3 separate regions of the Rattus norvegicus genome follow, and regions 1 and 2 are each linked to region 3. The links are chromatin contacts, called in public Hi-C maps. All regions are on one chromosome and are shown on one strand. The core of a region is the stretch at or near the end of the contact, and the rest is flanking DNA. Distances in the headings are between cores, read along the strand shown.

Evidence for each region. Hi-C and Micro-C count contacts between places; a contact is called where the count stands out from the background.
Region 1: a contact with region 3 is called in a Hi-C map of the A7r5 cell line, with 18 times the contacts expected there. The contact joins two enhancer-like sites. A contact is called at or near these places in 10 of 12 Hi-C or Micro-C datasets (the A7r5 cell line, Schwann cells, frontal cortex and 6 more) and 1 of 1 datasets of contacts at active chromatin or transcription factors (oligodendrocytes).
Region 2: a contact with region 3 is called in a Hi-C map of the A7r5 cell line, with 7 times the contacts expected there. The contact joins two enhancer-like sites. A contact is called at or near these places in 6 of 12 Hi-C or Micro-C datasets (the A7r5 cell line, Schwann cells, frontal cortex and 3 more).

Annotation. Positions count from the first base shown.
Region 1 is chr18:57,747,777-57,751,367 of GRCr8, reverse strand. No RefSeq gene overlaps it. Among named protein-coding and RNA genes, the nearest start is that of Sh3tc2, 63 kb to the right of the region's middle. Within about 2 kb of position 1,972, at least 12 of the 93 cell types and tissues checked have an H3K27ac peak or open chromatin away from gene starts, as enhancers often do. A contact at or near this core is called in the A7r5 cell line, where this site is marked.
Region 2 is chr18:57,805,104-57,808,721 of GRCr8, reverse strand. No RefSeq gene overlaps it. Among named protein-coding and RNA genes, the nearest start is that of Adrb2, 110 kb to the left of the region's middle. Within about 2 kb of position 2,026, at least 6 of the 93 cell types and tissues checked have an H3K27ac peak or open chromatin away from gene starts, as enhancers often do. A contact at or near this core is called in the A7r5 cell line, where this site is marked.
Region 3 is chr18:57,972,971-57,976,616 of GRCr8, reverse strand. No RefSeq gene overlaps it. Among named protein-coding and RNA genes, the nearest start is that of Adrb2, 60 kb to the right of the region's middle. Within about 2 kb of position 1,341, at least 2 of the 93 cell types and tissues checked have an H3K27ac peak or open chromatin away from gene starts, as enhancers often do. A contact at or near this core is called in the A7r5 cell line, where this site is marked.

The DNA of each region.
Region 1 (3,591 bases), core at 723-3,222, 230 kb after region 3:
AGGATGGGAGTCTCTCAAAACATTCAAAAAGACCCTGATCAATGCTAAGCTGCCTTCTATGCTTTGTCGTTTGTTAATTTCTTGGACTTTTGAGCACTGAAAGATCGGAGCTAGGCAAGGAGCTTTGGATAAGGAACAGGACTGAGCTTAAAGTCAGTGCACCGTTTTGCTCATGATATTTGTTATAAGTTGTGGAAGTCTGTGGATGACAAAACATTACAACTCTGTGTATGTGTGTGTACGTGTGTGAATATGTGCATGTGCATGTGAATAGGTGTATACGAGTGTGTGCATGTTCGGGTATGCACATGTGTGTTATGTGTGTGCTTGCATGTGTGCATGTGTGTGTATACCAGTCATCCTTTATAGAATTAATTTATATAAGCAAAGGAAATGAAGGGAAAGAGGAAAGAAGGGCCAGCCAAAACCCCCAAACTGAATAGGTATAAATAGCTTGATAAACGACTCTTCTAGTGTTGTATGTGGTGATAAACTCAGGCTCAGGTGCTTGTGAGACACAGTTACACACTATGAAGGGGGCTCCGGAGGGCAGAAACCCTTCTCATTCCCCCAACCTAGTCTCGCATCAGAACCCTTGGAGCACTGCTGTGTGTTGCCACTACCTGTGTGCCTGGGAGGAAAATTACCTTCTGTCTCTTCGCTTACTCAGCCATAGAAAGAAGAACAAAATCAGGGCATATGAAAATCTGATCTCATCCCACAGATGACATCTCCAAACCTGGTCATGCAGGACAAGGACAGAAAGAACTCCGTGGGAAAGGAGCAGTCAGGGGACTGACCTCAGAGGTCAGAGCTCTGAGCTGCAGAGTCTCCCTGCCATAAACATGGAATCAAAGGTTCCCATTCCCTGGTGATCTGTTCCATTTTTCTCCCTTCACCCCTGCCCATTCCCTCCCCAAATAAACAAATGAATGACATTACATCCAGTTAGCACAAGCACACACAGACACAGACACAAACACACGCATATGTGTATAAACACACACATGTGCATATACAAATGTCTGTATCAAGATAAACACATTGCCTGCATAAGAGAAGCCCCAAGAGTGGTAGTTGGTTTCAGGATGTTGGACGGGGAAGTGGTCCTCCTGAAAGTGCCACTGATAAGAGACGAGGAGCTGGGAGTCAGGCAGCCCACGAAAGTTCTGGGAAGTAGGCTAGGATACCTAAGCCATGGCTGTGAAAAACACAGGTCAAGCCTGCTCCCTTCTGATGTCTGTGGATAATGGGGGAAATATAAAGATAAAAGACAATCAACACCATTCTAAAAGAAACTACCCATCTTGCTTAAGGCTTCCTACGGACATCTCACAACTGTTTTAACAAGTGACTTATAATATATATATATATATATACATATATATATATTATAATTATCTGGTAGAATGTCTTAGTTATTTAAAAAAAAAGGCCTGGCTCCTGTCTTTATATAATGTGTAATGGTATTATTTATTATGAAACACAGTGATCATTTATATCTGACCTGGTTACAGGCAAATTTATCGGATAAATCAAAATGCACAGAACACTTTAGCTAAAACTTACAATGAAATATAAAATCCCCATAATGCCCCTTCATGTACACAGGTGCAAATGCATGTTTCATGTACACATGAGGAAGATCTGATGGGCCGGAAGTTCCTTGTAAATGACTACAGAGCTCGAAATGAAGAATCCGCTATAGCTGCTGAGGGAACCAATCTTAGTAGGGCTTAAAGGATAACATCAACTTACACTAATTACAGTAAGATTCCATAGCAGTCTTCATCCCCATGACCAACATCAAAAGCCTGAGCAGTTTGGAGACAGCAGCAGCTCGGGCCAGAGGATAGTGAGCCATCAGCAGAAAAGGGGAGAGATTGTAACTTGAGTCAGATGGGCAATGGCTAGGGCTTGGCTTCCAGGCCGAGAGAGCTTTCTTCAAATATAAGATGTGTAACTGCTCTGGAACTCAAGGGCCTTGACCATCCCTCAGGAATGTTTTTGCAAGGACTCTGCATGGGAGATTAGGCCAGCCAGCCTCAACCACAACATTCCTCCCTGTTTCCTTAGATTTTACAGCTTGTACTGGGGGCAGAATTGCATCATTTTTACACAGGAGCAGATCGAAGAATTCCATTTCCTCTCTGGGGAGGAACACTCTAGAGGAGAGAAGAGCCAACAAGGATTGAATTTCTTCCCCCCACCAAGAAACATATATGTGTGTGTGTGTGTATATATATATATGTGTATGTGTGTGTGTATGTATATGTATGTATATATGTATGTATATATAGTGTGTGTGTATATGTGTATATATAAATACATATATATAAGTATATATATGTGTATTGTGTTATATATATATACATATATATATATATATATAGTGTGTGTGTGTGTGTGTATGTATGTTGATACAACTATAACCTTGGTGACTAGATGTAATGGTGACTCAGTATACCATCCGTTCCCACCCCCACCACACAGACAACCTCTAGTCATCTGAAAAGTCCAAACACAAAGGCATGTGATCCAGTTGGTTAGTTAAATCTAAGCAGCTATGTGCAGGTGAAGAGGCTGATGGCCAGACCTCCTCACATGTTACACTGCTCAGAGCAAGAATGAACCTCCCACCTTGTGATCCCTGAATTGCTCTCTCAAACTTCGTGCTCCTGAAACATGTGACTCACTAAACCAGAATTAGGAGGAGCAGGAACGAAAAGTTCATGGTCGGCTTGCTCACCGAGCAATTCACACACTGTCTAGGAGCTGTCCTAGAATATTTTTCATGCTTCGCTATGCACTCGAATGGCTGGGGGGTGTTTGTGAGAGATAGGGAGTTGGGCTTCAGGGGGTTCCATTCAGTTGTCTTGGGTACAGACACAGAATTTGCATTTCAGCTGTCAATCATCTGACGCCAACTCTAGTCAGTGAACACAGTTTTGTCTCACTGCCCAGTTCCATTACCAAAGAACTCAGTTACAATGGTAAACAATTCTAGAATGATCTCATTGATCCCTCCCCTCCTGACTTCTGTGCCCCTGCTAACCACAAACCTGTCTTTTGTATTAGCTGATCCTCTCTGAGGAGCATCCCAGTTGACCGCTATGCCATAAGCGACTCCGATAGATGCTGTCTTATTATGAACACAATGCACAAGGCAAATGGGTACCACTTCTCAATTTGATTATAATTTCTCTCGTTTGATCTCTTTGGTGCCTCTCTGCCTTGCTCATTCTGATGACAGGAGGAGCTATCATGGGGTGGCCTGGCCATCCTGGCTATCATGGCTGTGGCTCACTTCTGGCCAACTGCCAGCAACAACCAACTGGCCAACTCCTGCCAACAACCATGTGAACCAAGTGGAAGCAGCTCTCTCTACAGCTGCACCTGAGGTGACTCCTTCCCCGGCCTACACCTTAGTTTCAGTCCTGTAAGCCGCCCTAAGCCAGAAGACCCAGCGAGGTCACGTTGGGATTACTGCCCTCCAAACACTATGAGATAGATAATCAATGCTGTTGCAAGCCACTCGGTGTGGTGTGTGGTTACAGATAACTCACAGAGGTGTTTTGTAAAAGAGTCACC
Region 2 (3,618 bases), core at 777-3,276, 170 kb after region 3:
TTTCAAGGCCACTGTTTGCCACTCGGTGCATTAAGGTTAACCTGGACTACATGAGACCCTGTCTTGAAAAAAAAGAATGTAATGTATGAATATATAATTCACGAAAAGATTTATCATAATTAATATCATTTACTCTGAGAAGCAGAATTAGACATGGAATCCGGAGACAACGGTAAAAGGAAACTTCAAATTTCCCACATTATTCCAAGGGAAATGTATACGGCTTGTATAATAAAAATTACTCCCACTGTACAGTAATATAATAGCTAAAGAAAATAAGCCTAGAAAGTCTATTGAGGCCGTCTTTTCAAGCATCAAAAACTCCAGGTTGAGAATTTGTGCTTAAGAAACCACCCAAAGGACAGACCCATGGACAGACCCATGGCTCCAGCTGCATATGTAGCAGAGGATGGCCTTGTTGGGCACCAATGGGAGGAGAAGCCCTTGGTCCTGCCAAGGCTGGACCCCCCAGTGTAAGGGAAGGTCAGGGCAGGGAGGTGGGAAGGGGTGGGTTGTTGGGTGGAGGAACACCCTCATAGAAGAAGTGGGAGGAAGAATGGGATAGGTGGGCTTATGGACAGGGAAACCAGGAAAGGGTATAGTATTTGAAATGTAAATAAAAATTATCCACTAAGAGAGAAAGAAAGAAAGAAAGAAAGAAAGAAAGAAAGAAAGAGAGAAAGAAAGAAAGGAAGAAAGAAAGAAAGGAAGGAAGGAAGGAAGGAAGGAAGGAAGGAAGGAAGAAAGGAAGGAAAGAGAGAAGGAAAGAAATGTGAGATGTGTGCATGATCTGATCTAGGCTGCACTGTGTCCTACGGTTGCTGGGATGATCGGATAAGGAACCGTAGAGACCAGTCAGGGTGGTGCATGATCTGGAGTGGGCACTGTGTAAGAGCTACTGTCTGCTGGCTTTCCCTCTCTGCTCTAGCCACGTTAACCTTTCCCATCCTCATGCCTGACTATTCCATGTTCTTTGTGTGTCAAAGATTTCACACATGTATGTCCTTATCCCTATTCCTTCTTTCACACCCCTCCCGCCCTCACGTTCAGCACGACTATCACTGCTTCCCTCAGATATCTGTCCCCTATACACAGCACACCCTTGGCTTATATTTTTATAATACTCGTCAGAGAGTGTGTCATCGAATCTGTGAGTCTCTAAACTTCTTCATCCGCTCATTGGTCGTCTTCTGTGCTCAAAACTACACAAACTTCACAAAGCCAGGAACGGCGTTTATACAGTTCAGCGCTCTTTCCTTTAAAACCACACCCATGGCACAGGTGAAGATGCTCGGTCATAAGAGGGATGGGAAAAGTTGACCAAAGGTCACACTATTGTTCCGTGTCAGAACTGAGCTTCTCCTATTAACACAACATCAACTCTCGTTGAAGGATGAATGAGCTATTAATGACTTCTAGTATCCCTGTTGTCCTTGTGCTCAGATTAATCCCATCAATGGTGCAGTTTGTTTTAGGAGAGCAGGGACTGATTAGCCTAATTGATGGTGCCCCTAGGGAGGTACGGGTTTAGGGAGAGAAGGCAGCTATTCTCTTCTGAGAGGCAGTGAGTGGACTCTAGCAGAGCTGCTGGCAGGGCATGCTGGCACAGAGGTAGGGACTCAGCCGGCTCCAGACCACATTACCTGGTTCTTCAGAGATGTCTCTGTGCCAAGACTCATTATAGCCAGGGCTCCAAGTACAACATTCTGGGAGCCGCAGAGAACTGGCTGCCCCAGGATGCTGCTGAGAAGTAAGCAAAAAAAAAAAAAAAAAAAAAAAAAAAAAAAACAGGCCTTGACTCAGGCCTGGGAGACTGATGTCCAGTCACTACCTTTAGAAACAAGAGCTTCCTGGGGGGCCACACTGTACTGGGGATCCCTGTGAGGTGCATCCCAGAATGTCTATGTATAGCCCTGTGTCTATAGGGTTCAGGAGGAAGTCCCATCACTAATCAGGCACCGTGTGAGGGGCTTTCGGTAGACTGTCTCCTGCCGCTCTGAAGACAGCCTTGGTGATTTGTTCAACGTTGACTCAGTTGACAAATATTTGTTAAGCACTCTGTGAATGAAGTAAGCCCTATTTTTAACTCTGTATGACACGGGGGGAGATTAAATAATTGCCCGAGTGCTTTTCTGACCCTTCCTGCCTGTGTTACCTACACTGCTCACACCCCCTTTATCTCTGTTCACAGTAGCCTTCTGTGTTGGAAACCACCATTTATTTTGGTTGACTGGTGGGTACTGTACTGCAATCACAGCTAGGACTTATTCAATAAGAGAGCAGTGCCTGGCCCACAGCATGTGCCCTGCTGTAAGTTCTATGTGTACATCTGTATACTCCAGTGGTTAATTTGTACCTACTGGGCAGGCCACAATACCCAGATATTTAGTTAAATGTTTCTGGATGAGGTTATGAAGGTATTCTCTCTTAGGTGAAATTAAAATTTAAAATCAATAGGTTTCTAATTAAAGCAGATTACTATCTCTGTGGGCAGACACTATCTATTTAATACTGGCAGGCCTCATCTAATCATTTGAAGGTGTTAATAGGTAGATGATAAATAGATCAGGCAGGGAAGATGATAGACAGACAGACCCAGGTACCTTAAAGAAAAAAATTCACCAGCAGGCTGCTTTCCACCCAAATGATAAGACCAACCTTTCCCCAAATCTCCACCTCCTACTCACTCTTTAGATTTTGAATTTGCCAGTTTTACAATAGTGTTAGTCAAGTCCTTAAAATTGCGTGTGTATCTGTGTCTCTGTATGTATGTCTATGTGTGTCTATGTGTATGTATGTATATGTGTGTATGTATATGTGTATGTCTGTGTATGTCTATCTCTCTAGGTATGTGTTCCTGTATGTCTGTGTATATGTGTGTGCATGTATGTGTGTCTCTGTGTGTATGGATATGTGTGTCTGTATGTCTGTATGTGTTTCTGTGTAGGTCTGTGTGTATGTGTGTCTCTACTGTATGACAATATGTATGTGAATATGTTTGTCTCTGTGTGTGTGACTATGTGTACATGTATGTACATGTATCTGTGTGTGTGTATGTGAGGGTGTGTCTGTATGCACACGTGTCTATGTGTGAGTGTGCGTATGTGACTGTACATGTGTGTGCCTCTATGTCTTCGTGTGACTGTATATATGTGAGTATATGTGTTGGATATAGCAGCTTTCTCTTTTGTTGGAGTTGGTCTGTAGGAGAAGGAAAGGCTGTAACTCAGAATTACTCTATAAATCCCGCTCGTGCTAAGCAACTTTGTTTGCTTCTGTGGCAAACACTTCCACTGCTCTAGTTTGGTTAGGAGACTTGGGTCTTTATTTGCTTGGCTCTTGGCTCTTTGAGAGAGAACCTCAATCATGCCTAGGCTAGCCTGAAACTTACGTCTATCCTCCTCCTGCCTCATCCTCCCAAGTAGTGGGACTACGGGCATGAGCCACCACATAGGCAGCCATGTTGTCTTTCGCCGTTTGTTGTCAATGACAAGTTCTCACTTGCCTTTAACTCCCAATCCTCCTTCCTTGGCCTTCAAGGTTCTGGGATTTCAGGTGTGGATCATAACGTCATCTAACTAAAAGCTTCACATGCTGACCCCAGCTCTGCCCTTTCTC
Region 3 (3,646 bases), core at 92-2,591:
TAAAAAATCATTTTATGTCATTTTTAACTTGCTTCCCAGAAAATACTCATCCAACTGGCTCAAAGTGCCTTTCTGCCCATTTTTCTCATTAAGGAAAATATTTGTGTGTATTTGGAAACATGATTGGAGGATTTTGGCACTTCGTGTTGTCAGGACTTGGGCGGGAACACATACAGACTGTTAATGGGCATGTACACTAGTACAGGAACTTGTGGAGAGTCCGCAAGCTAACAACAGAATCAACACATGATCCGGCTATCCCATTCCTGACTATATACCAGAGGAAATACAAATCAGCGAACTATAGAAATACCTGCACATACATCACATCCATGTATATTTCTATACTCTCCACAACTGCACATCCATGTGTATTCCTACAGTATTGACACTTGCTTGTCCATATGTATTACTGTACTATTGACACCTGAACATCAATGTGTATTACTCTACTATCCCCACTTGCACATTCATATGTATTACTGTACTATCCACACCTGCACATCCATGTGTATCCCTACACTACCCACACTGCACATCCACGTGTACTCCAACACTAGTCACACCTGCACATCCATGTGTATTACTATACTGTTGATACCTGCACATCCATGTGTATCCCGACACTATCGAAATCTGCACATTCGTGGGTATTACTACATTATTCACACCTGCACATCTATGTGTGTTACTACACTATTCACACCTGAACACCCACGTGTACTCCTACAATATCCACAATAAGCTAGACATGGAGTCAACCTCTCTGTTCATTGACAAACCTGCCGGATAAAAGAGAAAGTTGCACATCTACACAGTGGAGTTTTATTCAACCATAAAAGAAGAATGAAATTGTGTCATTTGTAGGAAAATGAACTAAGTGATCATATTAAGTGAACTAAGCCAAAAGCCAAGTTCAAAAAGACAAATGTAAACAGAATCCAGATTTTAAATGTGTGTATGTGTGTGTGTGTGTGTGTGTGTGTGTGTGAGAGAGAGAGAGAGAGAGAGAGAGAGAGAGAGAGAGAGAGAGAGAGAGAGAACTTTAGATCCTCAAATGAGTTTAAAGGGACACGGACAGCAGGGGGCAGCCTTTGCCCATCCAGTCCTGCCTGATAAAAGTGCATGAACAGTAGACACCTGTGGCACTTAGGTACCCATATCCTCCTATCACTCTGTCACACTACAGAATGTCACACACACACACCACTTACTTTGGAAACTTTGCATCACATTCAGAATAGATTCTAAAGGCTGAGGAGGCCCTGTGTGGCTTGTTCCTGCCAATTTCATTCCATACTCATAAAAAGATGTACGAGTTACAAGGTCACTTAGTCACCAGCAGCAACTCGTTGAGCGTGTTACTACTTCTGAACCTTTGCACTTGCTACTTCCTGTTCCATCACTCTGTGTTAAGGAATTGTTCTCTGCATAATCTAGGAGAACTGTCTCCTCAGAGAGCCTCCCTGACAATCTTATTCAAAACATTAGCCACTTAATTTACTACCAAAGTACTGTGTATTTTTGTTCTTGTACTTTTCAGTCTGTAATTGTTTTATTTTGGCCCTATCTCTCCCAGCAGTACCTAATTCCCTGACAGGAACCTACCTGCCTTCTTTGGCATTGTATCTTCAGTACCTATTCCAGTAATTGGGATTTATTAAATATTCAGCAAGTATTTATTAAATTAATGAATAAATAAGCTCACAAAAAATTAGTACTAGCTACTACATCAAGGCCACCACAAAAAGAGAGGGAACGTAAGTCCTCTGTAGGAGCTGAATTCTATCTGTATTTGTTTGTCGAAGCTTTAACCCCAAGCCTATGACTGTGCTTGAAGATAGGGACTTTAAAAGGTAGTTAAGATTAAGAGAGGTCAGATTGGTAAGACACAATACAATTGGCTTGAAGGAGAAGAGGAACCACTGTGTACATGCAGGAGTGGTGGACGGATGGGCGTGTCGAAGAAGGTCAATATAGGTCCCAGCAATACCAGAGAAGAGCTTCAGAAGACAATAATAGCTCTGGCACTTCCGCCTTCCAAAACAGCGAAGAAATACATTCCTGTTGTGTAAGCCACCCAGGGTGCTAAAATACATTGCTATGGCAGACTAAACAAACTAATATGGTTCCTGGTAAATTAAACATGACAAATTAAAATAACGTCGCATTTGAAAGAAACATGGTTAGACAGGAAGAGTGACTCAAAAAATAGCCAGAATGTTAAAAAAAAAAAAACCAACCCTATTTGAATAGGAGAACTTGAGAAATTAAATACTAAGGTCTTAAAGAGAGGGATGCTAACATTATTTGTGGTGCTCTATAAAAAAAATAAAATAAAAGCATGTGTTTTCTTATAGGAGGAGACTGCCAAAGTGGCAGTAATTATCCAAAAATGTCCTTTATTTTCCTCTCTCCATGACCTCTTAACCCCTCATGGTATTTATACATGTTATTTCATGTTGATAACCAAAAGGTTAAAATTGAGGATTAGCAACCTGAATTTTACCATCCATTGTTATACCATTCATTGTGCAGGACTAGTTTGAAGAGATATGAACCCCCCACACACACACACACTCACACTCACACACACACACACACACACACACACACACACACACACACACACATTGTAGAGTCCCTGAAATCCTATTCATTATAGAAATGTATGAAACAATCAAACAGTAAAATAAGAAAGAAAGGGGGAAGACAGAGACAGAGAGAGAGAGAGAGAGAAAGAGAGAGAGAGAGAGAGAGAGAGAGAGAGAGAGAGAGAGAGAGAGCGCAAGTGCAGTGCACATCTGGAGCCCTCTTGATATTGCACTATGTATACCTGTATAAATCACATGTCCTTGGAACCACATCTGGAGAAAAACAAAGCCACCCTCCACAGAGCAAAATGGGCCAATCTCAGACTGACCAAAGGCAGAATCCTCCAACACTCAGCACCATATCTAATCATTTCTAATGCCTTCCTCTAAGGAGGCACCAATGTGAATGAAGTTCAGTATGCGGTCCCGAAAGGTAGAAGCAGGGCTTTACACCATGTGCTACTAATTTTCACAACAGTGTGTGTTGTCTCAAGCTCCGTGCACATCTGTGAGTGTCTAAGAGCCGATAAAGACACAAAACCTTCTAAGCCTGTTTCTGAGTTTGCAAAGACCAACTTGCAAAGATTCATGGGGATTGCCCCTGCTTCTAAGGTAAAATTGGCCTGCATCCACAATGCCTAAGAGGTCATTTTGCAGAGGCCAGCTAGGCACCTTGCAGAAGCCATTAGGGAGGAAGGTGGAGGCAATAGAGGGTTCCTTGGTCCAGCTACCTGAAGCTGACATTCAAATCAACTCTGGTAGGATGTGTGTGGCCTTAACTAGTATGGGAAATCCTGAGTCACCTGGCCCTTTTCTGAAACTAGGGAACTGGGTGTAACGATCCCCAATGGGTCACACTGTTCTAAAAATAACCAACCCAAGTGAAACTCTGACTGGGGTGACAGAGATGGAGCCTGAGAGTCATGTGAGATAGTCCAGCAATAAATAATGAGCAGAGGCCACTCTGAGAGCCCTCTGGGGACTGGTCAGCATTGGACACAGGTTTTAAATGTCCTCTTCTGCTCCTATGAACTGATGTCTCTCAAGGTAAG